Regions from separate parts of the Hordeum vulgare genome. Here region 1 is linked to region 2. Evidence: chromatin contacts called from public Hi-C data. All regions are on one chromosome and are shown on one strand. Each heading gives the region's core, a stretch centred on a gene start, on an enhancer-like site or on the middle of the called end of the contact. The rest is flanking DNA. Distances are from core to core; before and after follow the strand shown.

Region 1 (2,700 bases), core at 11-2,510, 370 kb after region 2:
AAGTGCGGGAGTGGAGGGGAAGGGTGGAGGTGGAGGTCGGGGGTGCATGCCGGAGGTGGAAGACTGAAGGAAGAGGATGACTGATTCAAAATTTGTATTAGGAACATAAAAGTCAATTAGTAGCTTATTTTGACCTGGTCGGAATTTTGGTACGGAGGAAGCAGTCTCGGTCCCCACCGAGCACCTGGCTCACAGCCAGCCATTACTACGAGTGCCGGAGGGGTCAGTTCGGTCCACAGAGTAATTAAAATCGCGGTGCAACACAATTGCAGCCAGCTACCACTCTACACCACGCAGCAAGCTCCGCAAATGAGGAGTAGTAGTAGTTTCACTGCATTATCTTGCTCCACGGCAGCATCTGCTGGTGTGTTCACGTTCAAAATCACCGTCAAGGTTTTTATTTTCGGAAACTAAACAATTTCGAGCTTCATCGAAGTTCAAATTTTGACATTTCAATTTTCACATAGTTTGAATTAATTCTAACATAATTTTATTTTATTCTAAAATCCATCTGAATCTAACACCATTTAGTTTTAGTGTATTTGACATGTTTCATCCCCACATTACCCCTCAAATCCCTAAACTATAGTGTATTTTTTTCTATACCAGATACACTACCCCTACCTAGTGTTACCCCTACCTAGTGTATTGGGGATAAATGAAGATTTGAAGGAATTGGGTGAAGGTTGGGATGGGGGTTTCACTCAATCCCTTGAGGCCTCGTTTGGTTAAGGGGGATTGGGGAGGTTTTGAGAGGAAAATACCCGGAAGGGCCAGAAACCCCATAGATCCTTGGGCGCCCATTTGGTAGGAGGGTTTTGCCTAGTCCAATCCCCTGTGTTCCACTTTAATCCCTTTCTATCTATGTGTTTCAAAATCCTTCTTGGGGACTAGTGGAAGCAAAGCCCCGGGGATTTGAGAGGATTAGCTGGAACAAAGGAATTCATTCAATCCATTTAAATCCCTCCCTCATAAAACCTTCCCAATCCTCCTTAACCAAAGGGGGGCTGAAGGATTATTCCATTAATTTTTTTTAAAAACACTAATACCAAACAAGTCTTATCATAATCATAGCCCAAACCTAGGCTTGCAGCAGCACCGACAGCGAGCACGAGAGGGGAAAGGATGGAGCTTTTCTGACTCTTGTTTTGTATCTTTACCGCCCACCGCCCGGCGCTGCGCGGCGCCGTACGTACGCCTACAGTAAATCGCCGAGCGCGTGACCGTGACGCCCTCGCACTCGCACTGTCGCTTGTCACAGCAGAGCTGCGGGAAAAGCGGCAAAACCCAAGAAGACGGGCCGCGCCCTAGGCCGTCTGCCCCCCTCGCGCCTCACCCCGCGCCTGGGCCGCCGCACGGCTCCTTGGGTCTCCAACCGCCGCCGACGATGGTCACGTGCGCCGGAAACAGAGCCGGGTGAAAGCGGGCGAGCAGACCAGGGAGGGAGGGAGGGAGCCTTACCGCGATGGCCGCCACTGCAGGCGGCGGCGCCGGCCCGTGCTTCTCGATCCGGTACCGCCTAAGCTCTTCTCCACTCCCCTGCATTGCGCGCCGCCGCCGCCGCGCGCCCACGGGGCGGAGCTCTGATGCTGTTGTTTATGTTCCGTATGTATGTTCTGAACGGAAGGGGGTACGCGGCGCGGATGCGGGCTGGCGCGGCGGACGAGGGCGGGAGGTGCTGGCCGCTCGGCGGGCGGCCGGAGTCGCTGCCGCCGATGGAGGTGCGCCGGTTCCGGTGGTGGGCGGACGAGGCGGCGCTGGCGGACGAGATGGACGACGGGGAGGAGGAGCGGAGGAAGGCGGCCATGCGCCGGAAACGCTCCGTCGTCGAGCTCTTCGCCGCCGTGCCGCGGGTCTCCGGCGACGACGGGAGGAAGGTCAGGAGGAAGCTCGACAAGGGCAAGCAGGCGGCCGGGGTTCAGCCGAAGAAGGGGTTGAAGAAGGACAAGTCCCCGGCTGAGATTGCTGCGAGGAAAAAGGTGCGCTTTTTTCTTCCACCAAGATCGCATCTGCATTACTTGGATCTGGAATGCGTTTGCTGGGCGATATTATAGTACTAGAATGTGTATGTTTGCCGGCTGGTTTTCCGTCATCTATGAAAATCTGTCCGAGCTCTGGAAGCGATTTCTGGCCATGGGAGAAGTGATTTTGAAGTAGCAGGATGTGAATCCAGCATAATGGATTGCCAGCAAGCCTGTATTCAGTGGAGATCAACATTCATCAAACCTCTAACAATCAGATCGTCTCTCTCTCCTCCCCACACAAATGCGGCTAGGGTTTCCTCTCTCTTCCCCAGATCCATTGGAGTTTGGTTCAGTCTGACGCTCCCCCCGGCCTCTATGGGTGGCGCAGCGGCAGTCTGAATAATCTTCTTCTAGTGGCTGCAAGTGTTAGCAGCCCTGGTGTCTATGCCAGATCTGGTTGAGGATGATGATGGACCTTCGTTTTGCTTGGTGTGCAGGATGGTTGGTTCGCTTTCGTCATGCAGACTATGCACAACTGGTGGCACCGGGTCGGAGCGCTGACAAGCTCGGGACACGGCCCTGCTGATGTTCCGTCGACGTTGTCTTTGTCCCGTCGCTAGGATTGGGCTTCAGTTGCGGTCTTTAAATGTCATGAGGCCATTGTAGCTCATTAGGTGCTTGTTATTTTTTTATGGATTATTTTGCTGATCCTTTATAGCTTGTTCGGAACTGCAGA
Region 2 (2,700 bases), core at 8-2,507:
ATCAAACCCTTTCGGCATCGACAGGGCACGGCGGCTGAACTGCTCGTCGAATGAACATCTGCCGGAGCTAGACCTGACGATGGATTGCGAGAACTTGGTGCGGCGCACCCAAGAGTACTCGTCCTCGTCCATCTACTCCACGGAATCTCGGCCAAACAAGATCAGAGAATACAGCAGGGCGGTGACGAACTTGCAGCAAGAACTGGATCACAGATGGGAGCCTGACGCTAGAACAGGATCCTCCGCATTTGGTCCTTCCCCGCGGAATGCGTGCTGCTCCGTCGCGGTGGACTCCGTCGCGTCATCCCACCAGATTCAACCACCAATCGCCTCCTCCTCCTCCTCCTCGTTAGCCTGAACCTGAATCAGTTTGTTGGATTGAAAAGATCAGAAAGAACACAACAAATCAGGAAGAAGAAGAAGGAGAAGAAAGATCCCTCCTTGTGCATATCGGGGGTACCCTACCGGATTCGTTGCGGAATGAATGAATGAATCTACCGAACGGGGGAGAAAAGGCCGGCCGATCGGTCGGTCTGGGAAAGGCGAAGGCAAGGGCCGAACAGTTGGCCGTACATGTCTGGGCGAATGGGGAGGGTGCGGCGGCGACCGCGATACGCCGCTCGCTCACAGGGAAGGGTAAGGGGAAGGGAAAGCGACGAGATGCGTCGCCCCGAAGCAGACGGTGGTGAGTGGAGTAGGAGTAGGAGTAGGAGTATTGTTTTTCTGGCGGCTACCGGCGGGATTCAAAGGCCGTTGGTCTCACGCCTCTCTCCTTCTCTCCTCCTGTGACGCCATCAGAGCACGCGCCCAGATCGAATCTGAACAACGAAAACCGCCGGAGGGACCCGATTGGCGGAACGCGCGGGGCGAATGGAATCAGGATCACGCGGAGCAGAGGAAAAAGCGGAGCGAAAGAATGTAAGAGGGTCGCGCGCGCGCACGGCGCACGGGAAAGGCGATGCCCGTGCGCGCGGTGAGGTGACTGCGGGAGCTGGAGGAGAAGGACGAGCGCTCACCGTATGCGTCTGGAGAAGGGAGAAGCTTGTACGCCTCCTCCGTCGTCGCCGTCGTTGCTGCGGGTGCAGAGACGATGCGCGCCGTCGCCGGTGGTCAGTCAGTGCTGCGAGTCGCGCGTGGTAAACTGGGGCTCCGGTCTCTGGATGTGGCTGGGAAGGTACGTAGACAAGTACGTAGTACGAGAGGGTACACTTGGAAACCGTACGGTGCGGAGGGGGGCCCTGCGACCACGACGACGACGACGACGACGGGCTGCGTGGGTGGGAGGTCGTCTACCGGGGCTACAGAAAAACACCGAGATGTTTATCTTGCTCGCCCACTCGGCCCAATTATTTGAGGTGGACTTGTTTGTTTGCGTTTGCCAAGGAAAAAATGGTCGCTCATCGAATCCCTTTTTATCTTTTCTTTTGTGATGGGTTGGGTGGAGGGTGATGTGGCGTGCGTGGTGTTGGTTCTTCTTCTTCATCTTCTTCCTCTTCCTGCTATCTTGTCGCGTCCCCGTAGAGTGAGTTGTTGTTGTTACGTGGACGTCGGCGAGCGTGGACTGGGGCTGGGGTGGGTGTCTGATTGGCATGGCATGGGGCCCGGGACGGGGAGCCGTGACCTCACACGCTTGACCGTGGAACCGGTGCCAAGACGAGAGACGAGAGGAGAGGGGAGGAGAGGCCCTACGGCGATCGCGATGGCGGCACCACCAACTAGTACTGCGGGGCGTTAAGGTTCAAAAACTAAAAAATAAAAACTACTACCGGCCTACCGGGTGGATCATTGGATGCCGTCTCCCGTGCCCGCCGCGTGCGCGTGCCTGGTCGGCCGCTGCGAGTCGCGTGCGCGCGGCACGGCGGCGAGGAACATGCCGTCCGGCGTGTCGGGGTCGGTGCATGCGCGGGGCCGGCGCAGCCTGCCGCTGGTGCCGACCCACGTTGTACAGCCCGGAGCTTACGACAACTCCAAGAGCAACACCAACTGATGGATACAAACGGACATCGAGTTCGTCCGTTTCTTTTTTGTCTATTTGGGTGGATTGCTCGCCCGACGTCCGTCCTGTTTTACATATGGATCGGCAGCGTCCCAACGCGCCGACCCATATGTGCTAGCCACTGGCCGTCCTATTTTATATGATTTTCATAGTTTCAATCAAATAACATAATTTAAACCGGAAATACCATAGTTATTACAAACCGAATAAAAATAAAAATGTCTTACATAGTTTTGCTAACGAATAAAAGAAGATAAATCTATTGCTTGTCAACATGAGTCCATATATGCTCAACCAAATTATTTTGCAGTTGCACGTGAGTTTCCCAACATTTTGCAGTTGCCAACTGATACGTCTCCCACGTATCTATAATTTTTTATGGTTCCATGTTATTATCTTGTTAAATTTTGGATGTTTTGTATGTCTTTTATATCCTTTTTAGGACTAACTTATTAACTCAGTGCCAAGTGTCAGTTCTTGTTTTTTTCGTGTTTTTGACCCCTTTTAGAGGAGAATTTTAAACAGTGTCCAAACAAAATAAAAATTCCAAAAAGATTTTTTTCAAAACAGAAGATACGCAGAGGACGTGAGAACCAAGGCAGAGGCCACCAGGGGAGGCCACAAGCCCCCTAGGCGCGGCCAGGGGGCCCTGCACCTAGCGGGCTTGTGGCCCCCCTGTGGCTCGTCTGCACTACCTCTCCCGT

Evidence for each region. A called contact is a pair of places that touch in the nucleus more often than the background predicts.
Region 1: a Hi-C map of seedling shows a contact between it and region 2, with 5 times the contacts expected there. The contact joins the promoter of LOC123447041 here to the promoter of LOC123447028 in region 2. A contact is called at or near these places in 3 of 6 Hi-C or Micro-C datasets (leaf and seedling) and 1 of 1 datasets of contacts at active chromatin or transcription factors (embryo).

Annotation. Positions count from the first base shown.
Region 1 is chr1H:477,340,666-477,343,365 of MorexV3_pseudomolecules_assembly, forward strand. LOC123447041 reads left to right here and starts at 1,261. Exons shown (of 3, transcript XM_045123605.1): 1 at 1,261-1,512; 2 at 1,628-1,979. The coding sequence starts at 1,466.
Region 2 is chr1H:476,971,719-476,974,418 of MorexV3_pseudomolecules_assembly, forward strand. LOC123447028 (probable serine/threonine-protein kinase PBL25) reads right to left here and starts at 1,258. Exons shown (of 4, transcript XM_045123586.1): 1 at 1,017-1,258; 2 at 1-360. The coding sequence starts at 132.